2 separate regions of the Gasterosteus aculeatus genome follow, and region 2 is linked to region 1. Evidence: chromatin contacts called from public Hi-C data. All regions are on one chromosome and are shown on one strand. The core of a region is the stretch at or near the end of the contact, and the rest is flanking DNA. Distances in the headings are between cores, read along the strand shown. Region 1 holds the start of exosc4 (exosome component 4). Region 2 holds the start of efcab14 (EF-hand calcium binding domain 14).

Region 1 (4,101 bases), core at 1,144-3,643:
TGAATGGCCGTCTCCCCTTGACCTTATTTTCTCAGGATTAAAGCTTTCACGCCTTGAATTATCCTCATTTTAATTTTAACGGTGCTTTAGGGGCGTTGAAGTGCATCGTCCATCACACGTCCCCGTGCGTCTCCTTCGTCCCCCAGCTTCGCCTCCTTCTGTAACTTTCCACCTTCACGTCCGTCCTCTGAGATGTTTAGTAAACACTGAGCTGACACCTTTGCAGAAACCGAACACTTGAGAGCGTTTGTGGCACGTCGACCTTCAGCCTCGTAGAGTACCAACAGACGTGAAAGTTTTATCGTTAATAGATTTTAATCAGAGAAACGTACGGCGATGTCGTATCGCAGTCTCTCAGCGCAGGAGCTGTGATGCGGTTTGCTATATTTGGCTCAATGTAAAGCAAACACGACATCATAATAATTTTAATAATACAATGTTCTTGGCTTGCGATGAAGTAGCTGAACGCTGCCTGTCAAATGGAGATTCGGGGAGTTGGTGAAAGTCACGGCGTAGAGTTGTTGTGCAAACAGGAAAAAGGTTCTACCAGGCGCTACTGGGAGCTTTTTGACCGTATTCACCTAATAAAGCGTGCGGTTCCCTTCTGCAGGTGGAGGCCCCGTTCATACCAAAGTGCAGAGGCCCGGGGGACACCAGCAACTTCGACGACTACGAGGAGGAGGAAATCCGAGTTTCCGTAACGGAAAAATGCGGGAAGGAGTTTGCAGAGTTTTAGGACGCGGGGGACATGGATACATCAGGGAAATTAGGGGATCTTTGCACTCTTCTAAAGACTCGGGATGGAGCAGAGACCATCGTTTTTCAGATCTACTACATAGTCCCGTCATTCCATGAGGCCGAATGAGGTTGCCGCGATCCTTGGGTGCCGATAACCTCTCACTGTCACGTACACCTGCGTATTAAAGCAGACACAACACTTTCTTTTTTCTTTTGTACCTACCACCCTTCTTCTTTTTTTCTTTTTTCTTTTTTTTTTACTTTGAAGCAGTTAGTCTTGGATGTCGTTATGCCCTTTTAAAATGTGATGGTTTTTTTCAATTCATGAGGAAAAACTGAGACTACGGCCAATAAGCGTCCACGCATTGTATCCCACCGGTCCGTGTGCACTTTGGGGCACCCTGCTGGGCCTCGCAGGAGACTCCCTCGAGGCGATCTGTTACAAGTCCACCTCGCGCCGGCCTTTGGGCCATTCTGGCCGGCTTTCGGGGGGGAGGAGAGGGGGAGGGGGGCAGCATTCGTCCCGCGTCTGTCAGGTTTTCTGTTGAGTTTTGGAAGCGTGACAAGGAAAGAGGTCCTCTTCCTTTTTTAGCTTTTTGCCTAGAGCCAAGTCCTTTGCCCCCCCCCCCCCCGCCACAGAGAAGCATCCATTCACTGTCTTCTTGGTATTCTGACCCAGCAAGCAGACGCAGACAATGACAAACCCTGTTATTTGTAAAATGCAAATCCAGTTGTTTGTTTGATCCTTTTGGATCGGGTAGTTACATGTAAAGTTTGTCATTTTGTATCTGACTATTCTTTCGTCGCTTTGTCTAACATTAAAATCACAATGTCCCTGGAATTCAGGTCCGCTTATAAAGACCCTTTGTCATGAGTCCGTGGAACCAGTAAATGCAAAAGAGTGAAGTGAAATCCTTTGTAGGATTTTTGTTGAGTGTGATGTTAAGTTGAGGAGGTCGGTGTCAGTAAAGCCTTTTATTAAACAGGACATCATTTGTAATGTTGTAGATCAAAGATGTTTTAAAATCTTAAGAAACAGGAATGCAAAATCTGCATATTTACCGTATTCTCCCTTTTATCGCCCCCAAAACAGATTTCTTTGTTTGAGCAAAGAATGTCTATTTGCAACTTATAGGTATGCATATTTGAAGGCTTGATTTCAAGGTACAGTTTTCCTCACAATACACTGGCTAAAATAAAGACTGCTCCTTTGTGTCACATGTAACCTTGTTATTGTTAAACTCATTGCATCATACGTATATACATTGTTTCATATATGTCTTTATTTATACACATTAGAGATGCTAATAAATTTTATTTTTAAAAGTGTTGAAGTTGTGTAACTGTCCGTGCATTGTGACTGTAATTCTCCCCACAGGGTCTGAATGTAACCACATAGTGGTCCAGACTCGAGGATTACTGTGGTAAATACACAAGGTTTGATTTATTCGATGCAGAGTAGTTATCACAATGTCCCATCTGGGGATTTCCATGAGACATTTAGTTCCAACACCATTTTATAATATAGGTTGAAAATTCTACACCAGTGGGACAAACTATATTTTAATAGCGCATAAAGAGTTACATAAGTAAGATAACTTAATAATAATAAATTATTATAATGTTCCTTTCATTATATTAATATTCTCTAATGTCTAACGTCAGTCCGACATTTATTCCGAACGCGTCACATTTGGGCCTCCTCTCTTGCCGTAGTCTCTCCGCGTGTGACGCACTACAGTGAGGAACACGTGGTGTCCTCGCGCGCCGCCGTTCATCCCGTGCGAAGTTTTTTTCCGGAAAACATGGCGGGCGTGGAGCTGCTGTCGGACCAGGGCTACCGCCTGGACGGCAGGAAAGCCACCGAGCTGCGGAAGCTTCAGGCCCGCATGGGTGTGTTCGCTCAGGCGGACGGCTCCGCGTACCTGGAGCAGGGAAACACGAAGGTTCTGGCTGTGGTCTACGGCCCGCACGAAGTGAGTAACGTTAGCTTAGCAAGCGCTAACGCCACAACGGTTAGAATAAAGCGCAGCGGTGGCAGAAGATGAACAGCACGTTATTTATTGATCATCACCCCCCCCCCCCCCGTAATTCGTCCAATAAAACGAATGCGTGTGACGTTACAGAATCGTTTCAAGCGACCAGAAAATACTGAAATACCTTCATGAACTGACCTTATAGGTACAACTTTCTGGGGGAAAGTCTGTTTTTATAAATATAACTAACAAAATAAATTAGTCTAACGTCATACGTCAATACAGTAAAGTTAATACTTCTCTGACAGTGCCAATATAACTTGAACATTGATTGTCCTGTCAAGGTAGAATATGACTGCAGCATTACATTTAACAGGTGTACCCATTAAAGTGACCCCCCCCCCCCCCCCACACACACACACACACACACACACACACACACACACACCAGTGTTTTCAGTTCCTTTTATTTTGTATAGCCCAAAATTGCATATTACAAATTTGCCTCAGAGGGCTTTACAGTCTGTACACATGAGACATCCTTTGCCCCAAAACCCTCGCACAGGAAAAACTGAAAAAAATTAAAAACCCTTCTATGGGGGAAAAAGGGAAGAAACCTGGGGGGAACGTCAGAGGATCCAATACGTTGAATTCCTATAACAGAAATGATTCACAATGTGGCAAGTGAAACAAAATCCCATCCTTATTTACCATAATGAACTAGGCTCCAGTTTATTAGAAGTTTGCATTAAATCATTAATATGGGCATCAAAGCTTCAGAAAAGTTCAGACTCGATACGCCGCGATTCCCTTGAATTGTATTAATGAAGACACAACGATCGATCCCCAGGTTCGAGGTTCGCGCACCCGGAGTCGCCACGAACGAGCCCTGATCAACTGTCAGTACAGCATGGCCACGTTCAGCACGGCAGAGAGGAAGAGGAGGCCGCACGGCGACCGCAAGTCCACGGAGATGAGCCTCCACCTCAAGCAGACGTTTGAAGCCGCCGTGATGACACAGCTCTACCCGCGCTCTCAAATAGACATCTATGTCAAGGTGAGTGGCGGCGAGGTGGACTCGATGATGTGTTGGGGGGGGGTTATCATGTATTGATAACGATAATAATTATTTCCAACCAGATTCTGCAGTCGGACGGCGGCAACTACAGCGTGTGCGTGAACGCCGCCACGCTGGCGGTGATCGACGCCGGCATCCCCATGCGGGACTACGTGTGCGCCTGCACGGTGGGGTTCGTGGACGAGACGCCCCTCGCCGACCTTTGCTACGCAGAGGAAGGCGGCGGAGTGAGCTCGCTGGCCTTGGCGCTGCTGCCCCGCGGCGGGCAGATCGCTCTGCTGCAGATGGACGCCAGACTACATCAGGATC
Region 2 (3,520 bases), core at 606-3,105, 130 kb before region 1:
CAAAACATAGAGATTCTCGAATGGAATTTCTCCTTTCGTTCCACTTTTCTGCGTTGTCACCTTTTCAAGCTCTTCAACCGTAGTGGGAAGGCTGACTAAGTCAGCAGCTGATTTCAAGTTGGCCTTCAGATGGGTTACTGCGGAGTCCAGCAAACTGATCTGCAGGAGTAAGATGATACAGAATATTCAGTTACGCCTCTTACGGAGAAGTGCCACTCTATTGAGCTACTACCAAAGAAAACCCGTGCTGCAAATTAACACCAATTCCACTTCATCATGAGCTCTTGATGGGGTGTGAGAATATGTACGTTGAGGTAGTTTTTTAGCGACAAAACCCACTGACCTTTCTGTTCATTTCTGTTAGGTTGGACCAGAGCTTGCTCAACCCTCTGTCCCCGTTCTCAATGTCGTCGAGCTTCCGGTCCTTGTTTTTCAGGTCCTCACTCAGCTTCGGTATTTCACTGGATGACACCTTCTGGCTGGATTCCACTGTTATACAAACAGTATAGTGAGTTAAAAGCAGAGACAGAGACCAAAGCAATGCATGTGCCACTAGGATGTAAAGTAGCGGGTCAGCTTTCTATGACCCATCCCAAGGTAACGGCGTGTGTTTGTGTGTGACGGCGAGTCTTACTGCTATGCAGCTTTGCTTTCAGCGAGTCCAGGTCTTCTTTCAGGGCGATCTGCATCCATAGGAGTCCAGCACAGGCCGTGACGCAGGCGGCGAGTATGACGAACAGGAACAAGGGGTAGCACACATTGCAGCACTGCGTGTAGCTTCTCCTGAGGGCACAAGCAACACATAACGTAAAGACATTGCATCTGCAGGCCCGTTCAGGATTAATGAAGCCGGTGTGGTCAGAAGGCTGCATTCAGTGTCACGGGAATTATGAGGGTTACTGACGAATAATGATGCTTTGGAATGTGGAATATGTCGTCATTTAAATGATCATGCCACGCGTAGCACTGCACACTGACATCAAGCAGCAGGGGGGAAAAGGTGCCTTTCGACTCTGAAGAACACGACCTTTGATTACAGATGAAGAGCACTCACTTGCCGGCGTGCGCCCCGCTGCTCATGCCGCTGAACTCGTCGTCGTCCGAGCTGGACTCGGACTCGGAGTCCGGCGGCTCGGTTCGCAGGAGGCGGTGTCCTGTCCCCTTTTTGGTCTTCTTCCTCTTGCTGTCCCCGAGTCCGATCAAGGCGTTCAGCTCCTTCCTCTTCTTCATCTTCTTCTGGGGGGTCAGCGAACCCGTCGAGGCCGATTTAAACCCCACAAAATCCAAAGTTTTGTCCAGTTTGGTGGATGTTGTGGTTTACGTAGCAGGTAACGCAGTGCTCTATTGCTAGCTTGAATTTCAACCTGACAGCGTTGCTAACGGATACAAACACGTCGGACTTGGTTGCCTTGTCGATGAACAACGAGTACAAACAGATGCTCAACAGCGATTTGTCGTTACGTTACGCTCACAAAACACTTTTCGTACTGCCGAGCCGGGCTGTCACAATCGTTAGGTAACGTTAACTCGGTTAGCATCTGACACCTTGCTAAGTGTGGCTAACACGGTCGGAGCACCGATACTGTGCTATGCAGCACTATCAAGTCCTCCACGCGGGGTCTGAACACACCTGCCTCGACGTCGGTCTTGTTTGGGCAAACTTCTAAATAAAAATATTAATAAAATCCATCTATCCTAAAAGTCAGAATATGCGGCAGTGTATTTCCAGCGATCTGTCCTGCTGTCTGTATTGTCTGGGCGGGGCTTCCGAGTAACCTCTCACGTGATTGGTGCAACCAGCAGCTTCCGGTTCTCTCTGCTCTCAGGTAGCGAAACAAAGCGCGCCCCCCCCCATTCCCCCCCGGAGGGGCAGACGCTTCATATCGATGCATAAAGTCAGGATCACTATAAGTAAGTCGACCTATCAAACGTAGGAAATGGGATAATATTAAATGAATGGGACGTGTTCTTAAGACGCTAAATAAAACAACGCGGACTTCCGGTGTGCAGCTTGATAAAATATTGAATGACGTCAGGTCCGGTTAAAGAACTCACCGCCTAGCTAAACTTTCCGATGTTTTTTTTATAAACAAAGACAATTCAATGAATACATTAAGTGGAACATCGCTTTAAGTTATTTTATCAGTTTGTTACACGTTTGGCTTATTGTGGTATGTAACATCAGAAAATGTCCTTATTGACATAATGACAATCACCAGGGGTGATTCTTCTATTATCTTCTATTATCACCCCTTTTATTATCAATTAATCAGTGGATTTGTTTGAGAGTTGTCGTCATATTGCCCGTTTTGTCCAAGAACCTGTTCACTTCAATTATATGAATCAGAAAACAAATCAGCATGTGAGACCATTTGGAAAAACATCCACTGTTTGGTGTTTTTCAACCGATAAACGCGAAAATAAATCAGTTGCTGTAATTATTTGTACATTGGCAAAGTGATGACATTTGTTGCTTGCGTAGTGTTATATCTACACGTTATCCCACAGGTCTTTGTCAGTTTTGGTGTCGGCGTGTTTACATAATATTTCCATGAATGCACCACGTTCTATGAAACAGGATTTAATTTTTTGTTTCAATTCTGCTCCTCCATCGGGGGTCCGGAACAAATCCCGCTGACCCGGAGCGCTATTGGGCCGGCCCAGCAGGACACGTGGACTGAGACGAAGCGGGGTCTCTGCCGACTGGCCTTTAGCTCTCTTTCATTGAAAACAACCTCCCACTGGCCTGCTTTTGGCTTTGAAAATATGTTCCTTTATGTGCAACCCCCCCCCCCCCCCCCCCCCTCTTACTACTGCACAATACTATTAATAATCACACTGCATGGAAAGCACTCGCACTGGTGCAGTTTATTAGCTCACAAAGGAACTGGGACGCTCCTCGCCATCTCGCTATGAATTTGGTTATTGAGTTGCAGGAGACGAGGCCTCCAGCTGATGCTTTATTATCTCCAGAAAAGAGTTTCCCGGGGCAATGCCTGTCACCATGAGCGCCACGCCACCCTCACGACTACCAAGCTAATACCATCACGCTCAGACGGATGCGCCTGAAGTGCATTAAGGCCGCCGCTGCTTGCATTGTTTTGAACGCGCCGACTGTGAATCCAATTCAGTCAGTGGCTGGAGAACACCTGGTGACGGAACACGCCTCACGCTGAGGGGCCTGTGAAGACCGCGCTCCGGCGTGAAGCCACAAATCAAAGCATCGGAGCCGTTTCATCTCTCCGCCGGAGTCTGGAGTTCTCATCCGGGGGTTAAGACCGAAAGGATGACACTTCAACCCCCCCCCCCCTCACATCTGCAGCCCCGAGGTAGGGAGCGCCGGGCATTAGAAGGCGAACGGCTAATTTCCACAAAACACTTGTTTTCCCACTTTGTTCACAGCGGGGCTCCTCACATTCTCCCCGGGAGTGGTTTGTGTAAGCGCCGGACCGGCAGCAGCCTTTGGGCGCCGTCAGAGAATGTAAAGAGTGGCGGCACGATGGGAAATACTGAATAGAGC

The links. A called contact is a pair of places that touch in the nucleus more often than the background predicts.
Region 2: a contact with region 1 is called in a Hi-C map of skeletal muscle, with 2.8 times the contacts expected there. The contact joins the promoter of efcab14 here to the promoter of exosc4 in region 1. A contact is called at or near these places in 3 of 6 Hi-C or Micro-C datasets (liver, skeletal muscle and whole body).

Annotation. Positions count from the first base shown.
Region 1 is chr3:17,535,542-17,539,642 of fGasAcu3.hap1.1, reverse strand. exosc4 (exosome component 4) reads left to right here and starts at 2,393. Exons shown (of 3, transcript XM_040170903.2): 1 at 2,393-2,714; 2 at 3,565-3,771; 3 at 3,855-4,101. The coding sequence starts at 2,544. prkacbb (protein kinase, cAMP-dependent, catalytic, beta b) reads left to right here. Exons shown (of 11, transcript XM_078099876.1): 11 at 611-2,067. The coding sequence ends at 736.
Region 2 is chr3:17,666,228-17,669,747 of fGasAcu3.hap1.1, reverse strand. It overlaps efcab14 (EF-hand calcium binding domain 14), which reads right to left and starts at 1,855. Exons shown (of 9, transcript XM_040171445.2): 1 at 1,055-1,855; 2 at 635-783; 3 at 344-489; 4 at 61-159. The coding sequence starts at 1,230.